2 separate regions of the Oryzias latipes genome follow, and region 2 is linked to region 1. A link is a contact called in public Hi-C data. All regions are on one chromosome and are shown on one strand. Each heading gives the region's core, a stretch centred on a gene start, on an enhancer-like site or on the middle of the called end of the contact. The rest is flanking DNA. Distances are from core to core; before and after follow the strand shown.

Region 1 (5,551 bases), core at 1,613-4,112:
TCTCTGCTGATGTCCAAACATGATGCCAAGAGGAGGTCAACTCAAGCCATCAATAAGGGATCATTTAATGGGAGTTGGAATTAAAGGCAGCTTTGCCTGAAAACCTGCAGTAAAGTTCATATTTGTTGGAGTCATCGCAGGCTGAATTTTTTCATCTGGTCCGGGTTTTTGCAATCTACTTTTGAAGGTTTAAAGATCTTAAAACGCTTTTTTCCTTTATCCTCTGTTGGCATCATCTACACCCTGCTGTATAGAAACTTTTCAGTGCCACAACCTAAAAAAGGGGCTTTTGCGGTCAAATGTACAGCCCAGACACAACAAGCACAGCATTAGCATGCTTATCCCTGCCACATGTCCATTTCCCGGCACAACGGTGTGCAGCAACCTCAGTCCCTCTGTAGGTTCTGGAGTAGCGTGACGGCGTGGACAATGCTGCTGCCGTCACCGCGACCTTAGAGGACAGGAGGTGCAGCGACTGGAAATGTCAGGGAAAGGACTGAACTTTCAGGCATTTGCTCAGGAGAAAAGCAAAAATGTACACAAACATGATGATGATGATGATGGCTTTTTGAACAAATAAATGTGTTTTTTTAGAAGATACACTCATGAAAGGAAAATAATCTAAATGTTAGGAATTTTGATGCTGAACCAGATTAAAGAACATTTTTGAATTTAAAAAAATGAAAGAACCATTAAAGGACATAAATAATTTCAGCATAAAATAAAAAACACTATTTTTAACTATTGTATTTACAGAACAGCCGAAGATTTGGCTGACTTTGTGTCCTGTTCTGCCATTCAGTCACAGCCAACTTTCTGTTCAAACGAACAGAAACGCCATCAAATTATTCAAATCAAGATTCTATTAGGCTTAATGTAATATTCCTCATCGGATATCTAAGTAAGACATCCGATTTTTAATTTCCTCTTACAAATCAGTAAAGCTTTTTTCATTAAATCAGATTTATCTCCAGTATTCTAATGTCTTAGCGAACGTTTTGAAGATAATCTGATTAATAAATCCTTGAGGTGAAAACAAAAAGCTATAAAATTGACCTGAAATCCTTCAGCAGGACGCGAAAAACTTTATCTTTCCACTCTGCAGAAATATCAATAGGTAAAAACTTGTTTTTCATTTTTTTAAATCTAAAGGTTTGCAGTATTTCGTCTTTTGCTTTTATGTATTTTCTCTGTAGATAACGCATGTGAGCGTCAAAGTTTTTTCTACATCACAAATAAGATCTTTGTCGAACTGCCCCTTGATTTTTTTTGTCTGCTCCTGATTCACAAGAATTAAAGACATACTCGGAAAGTCAATTTTAAGCTTAATTTTCTTTATATATATGTTCTCAATCATCAGGAAAATGCCACAAGAACATGTTAAAAACACAAATTTCATCGGAGTGGGTCTTTAAGCGTTTGTGTTACACATCACGACCATCTGCCTTTCATTAGCTTCAGGTTCTGGTCGTCCCACATGTGGCGTGGAGGGTTGTAGATCTGAACAAGGGGCTTGGTTGAAACTAACAGGAAGTCTTCACCTGACTGAGTAAACAGGATTATTTTGGGACATTTACTTCACTTTTCCCTCTAAACTTAGTTGGGAGGTTTTAATGTTAATTTAAACAAACATTTGGCCGTGTAAAGAAGATTTTTTGAAGCGCAACATCATATTTCCTCCTACACAGAAACTTTGTGTAAGCAAACATTTGAATGACTTGAATTCTGTCTCTCCAGAAATGAAACCTGACAAAACTGGTTTTAGTTTGGCCTTAGAGTCCAGGAGCAGTGTCACTGGACCACGCGGGCTTTGACAGAACGTCTGACATCCGGTCATTTCTACCACTGCAGCTGTTTCCCATCCACCACTTCCACTGCATGCAGCATGAAGAAGACTCCAAACACTATTCTTTTCATTTCGGCTTAATAAAGCAAGGACCCGCTGAGGATTTCTGTGTGAAGGTCAACTCCAATTTGTATTAACACAGACATCAATTCTTTTTGTTTCAGCGCTACACTGGAGAAAATGCACAAGAAAATTGATAATTGAGGAGAAGAAGAAGCAAAAAACAAAAGGAACAATGGCTTTTCTTCTAAGGTTTATCATCATTTATTAGAAAATGTTTTTTCCTTTTTACCTGAGAGAATCCTTCAATAGCTTCTTTCACCCACTCTCAAATAGTCATTTGTGTGTGTGTGTGTGTGTGTGTCTGCACGTGTGTGCGCTTGGACAGGAGGCTCTCATGAAAGGATGCAACAGTTCCCTAAATGTACGAAACAGATCGAATTACTCTTTGACCTATTGCACTTTGTCAAAAGTAAAAGAATGTATTCTTTTTTTGTTGAATGATTTGCCTAAAGGCTAAAGCTTCTGGAATTTTTGGGGCTTAAACTAATTTAAATAAACATTAAAATGGTGCAAAAAGCATTTGGTTACAAACTAACTTTTTCTTCATCTAGTAACAATTAGAACTAAAGATTCCTCCACTTTAAGGGGGGGGTCCAGCCTTTCAAAGTGCTTTGAGTTAAGTGCTTTAGCAAAAATGGAGGGTCAGCAGGTTCATCTCAGGAGGTTTTAACTTTTCTGTTTCATTTCTTTAAATATAAATCCGATAAAAACCGTCCTCACAAGTCAAAGGTTTCACATTTAGATGTCTAACCTCTTGTCTTGCTCCCAGGACATGAAGATTTGAGACAGGAATTTCACAAATGTGGGTTCTGAGGCCCTAAAGCGACCGAACTATGAGAGCCCTGGACTACAACAAACCCCTTCCAAGCGCCTCACACACACACACACAGACGCGCGCGCACACTCTGCTCTCAGAGCAGTTTACAAAAAAACATCACATCCCGTGGAATCCTTGTTCTCCATAGCATTCCCACTCCCCCCTTCCTCGTCTCTGGGACCCCAGGGGGGCTTGGGGGATTTACGGGCCGAGCTCAAGGCCAGCGATCCGGGTTTTTGGGTCATGCTCAGAGCCTCGGGAATTCAAGCATGGCCAAATTAGATTTCGTCATCGAGACGGGCTCTTTGTTGTTACGCTGAGACCACCTTCTCGGGGGGCTTGGGGGGGATTGCATAGACATCTTGCTACCTGCATGTCTTAGTTACTACATTTGGCATGGGGGTGGGGGGCTCGAACACAACAACAGAATTGCAGGACGTTATAGACAGATTCCACTCTGGTCCAAACTGTCAACATTCAAACCCAGTTTTGTGAGGGGTCGGGCTTTGGAGCCCCACAAAACCAGCCTTTCAAAACCCCGGCAGACTGTTGAAGGACTCATCTGAGCACAGACCAGTCTGGTGTAGAGAGGGGGCTTCACTCTTGGGGGGCATCTTTGAAGCGTGTCGTCAGAACTTAGAACAGCAAACAGAATTTTTCGGGGTATTTTCTGAATTCTGCAGGGTTTTTTTAGGGAGGGGGGGGGGTGACTTTAAGGAGACTTTGGACAAATGGGACAGATTCATTCTGAACTTTGGTGATGTGGGTGCTTGCATCAATGACCCCCCCCCCCCCCCATCTCTTCACCCTCCATTCCTGCCAACACCCCCATCAATCCTTTGGATGAGCTGATTCTGGCTCCACAGGTGAACACACAAACACCACACAGCGCACAGGTGTGGTGGCAGGATCATGGTGGGGGGGGGGGGGGGGGGTAGGATGTTATCTCTTAGCAAACAAGGAGGCACAGGTTCATGATGAATGTCACGGGGCACTTTAGAATATCTGCATGCACAGGTGAGAGGGAGCGCACGTGGAAATGTGACAAGCATTACACAATTCCTGCAGTTCCCCCCCCCCCCACCATTTAAATGAGAGTGGGATGACAGACTTTTTACACCGAACAGGCGGCGGGAAAGTGGATGAAAGCTGAACACAGAAAACGCACAAAGCTGCACTGCACCTTGCAGATGGGCAACACAAATGTTTTCAGTTTGTGTTTTTCTTTTGTTTGTAATGTTGCCTGACACCGTGATCTGTTCTGCTGGTGTGTGGAGGTGCGGTTGCGGGGTCTGTCCCCACCCCATCAATCTGTCAGCTACATTCAGTTCCATTAAAACACTCTGCAGAGTCCCTCGTTTTCTGGCCGTTTCAGCTCCGTGCCTTTAAGGTTTCACCTTCTGGCATGTTCTTCCGTCTGAAACAATAACCGGGCCCCAGAGCTGGAGGAAAGAGTCCTTTAGGAGCTCCTACAGACGCGTTTAATCTTTTTTTCTCTCCATATGCCGCTCGGGACTTTCACATGTGCCTGCAAAAACTCTCCTCCCAAGTTCCTTTGAGTTATGTGAGGTATGAAAGTTCGGTTTTTCTTTTTTAGGTTGGATTCTATATACAGTTTTTTTTTTCTCCAAAACTGTTTCATAAAAAAAAAAGAATATTACATATTAAAGAAATTTCTATTATGTTGGTTGTAAGTTCCTCCGGATAAAAAGGGACGGACAACTGGACAGACAGACACATCAGTTGGCGTACGGACACAAACAATAGATGTGAAAAAGAAGCTCTCTACGTTACACTGCACACATCGTCAAAAGTGACTACAGCCAATTCTTCTCTCATTTAGACAGAGCAGTTAAAGCCTCAAAATACAAACAGAAATGAAAGAAAACAATGACAAAAATGAAAAACAAAACAAAACACAGGTCTCTGATCACTTTTTTAGGAGTCTTTTTTTGAAGTCCTATCTTCTAATTTTGATTTAGGGATCATATTTTTTCCCTCTGCAGGTAAAGCAGCATTAAAATCTCCCCTCTGTCCCACACACAGGCCCAGCCAGCTCAACAACTCTTTTCTTCTTTACATTTAAACAAAGACGCGCTTCAAGCCTGCATCTCTGGAATGTGGGATCTCTGTCTGACCCTCACATGTGGGGTGGGGTGGGGGGCATCATGGGAGCAGGGGTTCCTGTGAGGCTGTGCGGGAGCTTCAGAGGAGTTTCCAAAACTTCTCTCCTTCCTCTTGGAGGTAGGGGGGGGGGCGTTGGCCACATCGTTGCAGTGACTCTTCCTGATTCTCCTGTATTGTCACATTCTCACTTTACTTGACATTCAATGGTTGGTTCTGCTTCAGGGGGGCTTTAAAGAACGTCTTATAAGGGGAGACCTGGATGGGGTTTGGGGTCAGAGCCAGACAGGGTTTTTGATTTGAAATGGGGACTGACTCCTGGGATGCTGGGACCACCCTCCATTTGTGGGCTGTGGATGTTGGACAGAACCAGTGTGCCTGTGGCAGCTGTTAGCCTCTGTTACACAGAGCCCGTTTGGGACCACTTGGGCCAACTAATGAGTATCGATCAGACTTTGATGAGGGAGGGGAGGGCCATCAGGGAGGACTGCTGCATTAGTGCAAAAACTCCCACCAGCCTGGCTGAGTGGGTTCTGTGGTTAATCCGGTATGAGCTGGGCTCCAGAGAGGGCAATTTGAAGGGCTGGGGTAGAGATGGGGATGGGTCCCTTGGGTAGGGGGAGGTTTGAAGGGCTGTTGTGCAAGAAAGTTGGTGTTCCGGTTTCTCCCTCCTTCTGTTTTGCATTTCTGCCAGATCTGGG
Region 2 (5,551 bases), core at 1,596-4,095, 180 kb after region 1:
AGTCCAGCAGCTAAGGTCAAACAGACTTGTCTTCATAATTAGAACGCTCCCAGGTCTGGGTGCCAAATATTTCCATTGATGAGCAGCCATTTGTAAGTGATCTCGGTGCAGCCAAACTGGCTGGCACTAACAAGAGGGAACGGAGGCTGTGTAAAGCCCTCTTGCTGTTCTTCTGGCCCATAAGGCAGATTTACAAATGATTGTTTTCTCCAATTCCCGGTAGCAGAGGCATAAGCCGACGCAAAGCGCAGTTTGGAGCAGCTACAGCTCAATGGCACAAAGAGGTAGAAAAGATAAGTGGGGGCTTCCAGTAACAATCTGCATGGAAACCACTGCTCAACAGAAACAACTGAACAAAACCACCATCAGAAGAAAAAAAAACGCTGCTTCCTATGAGAAGAAAGGAAGAAGCAATGAATTTTTCAAAAAAGGGCGGGGGGCACATGAACTTAGCCTGGATGTTTTCTGCAGTCATGCAAACGTATCTGAGTTTAAATGGATGCCATGTCGTACAGACAGCAGGTCTGCATGAAGACCAGCTGATAATCTCTTGTCACGTTCACCATGACAGCATGGTTATCAGCAGCAGAGCCTCTGAAGAAACGAAACAGCAACTGCATCAAACCTGAGGTCTCGACCCCTTCTCCGATTTTGGAGAATATTATTAATTTGCCAGCCACCAATAATAACTCTCAATTGATATTATTAGTGGAATATAGATCCAAAATTAATTTCTAAACAGGCAAAATCACTCTCAAGATGCATTACTGTAAAGATTATTATGAGTTATACCTTTTCTCTGCTTTTTCATCCAAATTTGGACAGCAAGTATCATATTTATAATGCTTTTTGACTGTAATATTCATCAGAAAGTGGAAAATATCCTTGTTTCTTTAAAATGTAGCCATACAGGATGAACATTATGAAAGTGTCATGTTTTGTTAAAGAATAAAATACCTTCAGGTATGTATAAACTTTGTGGTACATGTGTTACAGTGGAGAATAACAACACTGATATTTTAAAGTCGGGCTGCGTCGGGCTGACGCAGTGGTTAGCCCTCTTACCTCACAGTGAGAAGGCCCAGCAGTGACTGGATCAAATCCCTACTGGGCTCTTTGTGTGTGGAGTTTGCATGTTCTCTTCGTTAGTGCCACACAATATGAGGAAAACTTGCAATCTGGGATATTAGTGAACCAAATTGCGGTCATGATAAGTCTTGTGATACATTAAAAAAATGGAAAAACAAAAAACTACTAAAATATCATTTGCTTTCCACATTTGAATAAAAAGTCAACATGAATTGTACTGTAAGCTATCTTAATAATAGAAACGAAGGAACTCGCATGTCTAGGAAACTCATCAAAGACCAAATATCTACCTTTCTGGTAGTCCTGGACAACAATTAAGACCAATGTAGGTAGTGTGAGAATTGTTTTTTTTAAACATAACAGTATCTCTGTCAATGCATGTGTGTAAACATTTAAGGTAACTATAACACAGTTTACAGTCTTTTGCGATGTGTACTGCACAACCTGATATGGCACTGTCAAAAAATGTTGATTTGTTGAATAAGCCTACTCCTCGTGTGTGTGTGGGTTTTCTTTGGGCATTTCGGTTTCCTCCCACAGTCCAAAAACAAGCTTCAATGGTTAATTGGTGTCTCTAAATTTCTCCTAACTGTGTATGTGAGTATATTGTCTGTGTGTGGCCCTGGTGACCTGTTCAGGGTGTACCCCGCCTTCGTCCAACAGTAGCTGGGTTGACTCATGTAACCCCAAAAGGGAGTTAGCAAGTTCTGAAGATGGATGGACGGATGTTGCTCATCACAGCCATGTTACTTAGTGCACATCTTTTAATACTCCAAAACAAAATAATCGAAACTTCAGCGGATCTCATCCCAGAAGCTTGAACGATTGGTTACTGCAGCTTTTTATCAAAACTTAGGAGCGTTCATCTTTCAGAGCCCTCTATTGAAGCACATCTTCCTCCACCAAAAATTCCCAGATCTGATCTGGAGCTTCACTGCCTTGCTTGGTTTCTAATGTACACTACTTATTGATGGTTACGTTCAGTTATATTCAGCAAATAAGAACAAAAATGCCAGAAAAATGATAGAAAAACAGTTTAAATAAACTGTTTGACCTCCACGACAGATGTGCACTCCTTTACAAAACCGCAGCATCAATTAGCTGAGTTACACAGCAGTCTTTGGATTATCAGATGACATTTTGTGCTTGGCTGCTTTCACTCTGGCTTAACTGCCATGCCAGCCTCTTCCATATGGAAGCTATGATCTAATAAGTCACAGGCAACATCTGAATAGATCACAGGCAACATCTGAAAGACCCCCAGGCTCATCCTCCATCCGAGTCAGCCGAACAGAGACAGCGCTGAACATGAGACTAACAGGCATGTGGAGTCGGAAGTGAACAGTAAAAACAACAATCACTCTGAGCTGGTGACTGGATGCAGATACATTTCAGTTGCTAATCTATAGTGTTTATATCTAATAAGTAATAATGTCCAATAGACACGATTAATGCAGAAATATCAATATGAAGCCACCATGCTCTGATTAGACAGTCAAAGACATCGCTGCTCTGGCACAATAACTGGTTTGGTTGCTACAACAGTTATCGCAGTGAACAGGAACATAACATCTCCACATTCTGTCAAGGACACGCAAACAACCATCAAATCTCAGGCCTTCCCATTACACCCCGCTCAGGACAGGAATAGCTACCAAGACACCGACCTACCCAGCATGCCCTCTGCTTCTACAGACAGCTCTGACATCATGTGAAAGCGGCTTCGGATTCTGACGTCAGCTGCACACAGAGGGATTACATAAGAGGATGCTGTTCACATTTGAGCGCTGGAGGTCTGCCCCTCCAAAGGGGAGCAAGAGCAGACATGATGGGGGCGGGGGCAGAAAAAAACAAGAAGGAATAAGGGTCACAGTAATAGATGTTGGAAGACAGTTAAGGACTTCAACCCTTTGATGCATAAGTTGAGCCAAAAGTGACCCCACGGGTTTTTAACTGTATTTAGTTTAATGAAAAATTAGAGAAGTCTAGTATATTAGCGCAACATTTAAACAATTATTCAGATAACTATACTATGAAGAACATGCTAACAAGTCAACTTAGCTCTTTATATCACTTCAAATCACTTAATATGTTGAATTCTTCATCGTTGGTGTCACTTGGGAAAATTCTGCCAAGTCTGTGGTTCTTCTTCTACGTTGTTGTCAGTAGCAAACACTGATACACACACCTACAGTGCCTTTTAGAAGCTGTTGCTATATGTTTTTAATCTCATAATTCAGACCCTCAGCCAAACTATGCAAAAAAAATAACGTTAACTCCGAAAAATGCTGTATTTTGCGCTTTGGTTCTATTTAGGGTCATATCTGACCCTACCTGTGGAAATGTGCAAGTATTGGTAGGTTATGCATCCAAGGGTTAAGAAAGTCAAATAAGGCTGTATTCATCTGTCTAGTGGCCTCACATTACAAACTCATGAGCTAAGATCGCGTATTTAGGCCCAATTCAATATTTACCATTGGTTCTGCAGGAAAACCAAAGACAAACACGTGGCTGCCCTGTTGATGGAGAGCACTTGGTCCACTTGGGATTCTTCCGCAGCATGTTCATACCTGAGTGACAAATTTGTCTATGGCTAATCAGCAACCTAAGGACAGTCCACTGCCATTTAAACTGATGGCTAATGATTAATGGAGAGGCACCTGGGGCAAAACCAGCTGATATAACATTCAAGTAACCTGGATTGACTCTGTTTTGGTTCACATCAATGGAAAGTTTCTAACTCTAACTCCACGTGTTGACACACAATAAATATAGACCCCAGAACTCTAAGTATCCTTCTGCCCCAACATTGGCTGGTGTTAGCTGAGATAAAAACCTCTCGTTTGCGTAGTCCTTTGAAAAATAATTGAAAAGAAAAAAAAATATCAGCCCAAATGATTTTCTTTATTTCCATCAGCTACCCATCTTGACGGGGAAATCCATACATTCAGCTAAAATCAATACGTTCTGCCCCCTTTGTCCCTTTGAAAAACCGAGCAGAGAGTGGAAACCCTGGCAAGCCTTTGAGTGCACTGATTACACAGAGAGATTTAATTATTCCTGCTGCTTTCATGCAGCAATGAAGGCATTCAGAGGCAAGCGGCTGCAACAGGCCCAACAACTTGTCACTGTTGTATTGACGATCGCCAATCAAACCCCTGACACCCCTTGGACTGGGGATGGTTTAACTCGAGTTGAGGAATGATAAAAAGTAGGGGGCCGTGGAATAACAAGACAGCATTATTAAAGGGAGCGACAATCAGCACCTTGTGCATTCGCTGTAAAATCCCTTTTGGTGTAAAAGAAGGGGTATTTGGGGGCAAGTGTGTCAAAACTAACATTTCAACTGGTGCATTTGTGGAAAAAATAATACCAACTCTCAAAAAGACTGGGTTGCGCACATGTGCAACGACTCAGCACATTTCGATGTTTTATACGGATGGCACAATTCTGGATCGTAAACCGAACAGTATGTTACATCAGCAAACCAAATTGTGGGGAAAGTGAATAGTTGCATCCCAACTGCATACCAGTATGTTTACATTTAAAGTGTTAAACAATTGTTCAAAATTTAACGCGTTTATTTTTTTATTACATTACACTAGGCTTACCATAAGTCGGTTAAAAGGTTTTTCTTCGTTGTTACTTGCTTATGAGGAAATGAAAAAGGGATTTTTACACGTTTCATTTTTTTTTGTTGTTTTGTTAGAGCACAAGTCATTTGTCGAACCAAAACTAAACCGTAACCCAAAAATCGAGGTTTGAACCAAATCGTGGGGATAGGGAATCAATGCGTCTTTAGTGTTTACTCCTAAATGTTTTCTATATCCAGTAGTTATTTGACTTCAGTTACACACACGCAGTGTCATACACCCGTATCACACACCCGTATCACTTTGTTTACAAGTCTATCCTTGGATTTCTGCCATAGTATCGGTCATCTTACATGTCCCTTCAAATTTACTGTCATAGCTGGCAGCCTGGATCACCTTGACTGCTTCTTTGGGTAAAAAGTGTGCAAAGCAAGAAGACCCTCTGGTACTCTCTATGACCTGAGGTGGTCCAGTCTGATGTCCTTAAGCAGGTTCAAAACCGTTTGAGCTCAACACAGAGACCGGGGCTTTTATTTTGGGGATTTTATCACTGTTTTGTTTTTGTTTTTTTTTGTTTTTTTCATCCACAGTTTGCTCAGCTTTTTATTTTAAGTAGCCATAAACAAAAATAAATATAAAAATTGTTTAAAAGTTTTGACTGCGATACCAAAACAGGAACTTCACAGCTGAAGGAGAGAAAGTCTGAAACCACATTTAGTCGGCGGAACAAAACCACTAGATTACATAAATACTGCCATAGTTTCAGGAGGTGTGCCACTGCAAGTTGGGACAGAGTGCATTTGTGTCCGCGCGCGTGCACGCATGCATGCGTGACTGGACTATGCGCGTTCCAGACTGTAAGCAGGCGT

What was found. A called contact is a pair of places that touch in the nucleus more often than the background predicts.
Region 2: a Hi-C map of embryo shows a contact between it and region 1, with 2.6 times the contacts expected there. The contact joins two enhancer-like sites. A contact is called at or near these places in 4 of 5 Hi-C or Micro-C datasets (embryo, fibroblasts and gastrula embryo).

The regions. Positions count from the first base shown.
Region 1 is chr19:18,274,874-18,280,424 of ASM223467v1, forward strand. It overlaps a transcript of thra not described here. Among protein-coding and RNA genes, the nearest start is that of LOC111946421, 8.9 kb to the left of the region's middle. Within about 2 kb of position 2,863, at least 3 of the 8 cell types and tissues checked have an H3K27ac peak or open chromatin away from gene starts, as enhancers often do. A contact at or near this core is called in embryo, where this site is marked.
Region 2 is chr19:18,450,131-18,455,681 of ASM223467v1, forward strand. It overlaps a transcript of thra not described here. Among protein-coding and RNA genes, the nearest start is that of LOC110017230, 98 kb to the right of the region's middle. Within about 2 kb of position 2,846, at least 1 of the 8 cell types and tissues checked has an H3K27ac peak or open chromatin away from gene starts, as enhancers often do. A contact at or near this core is called in embryo, where this site is marked.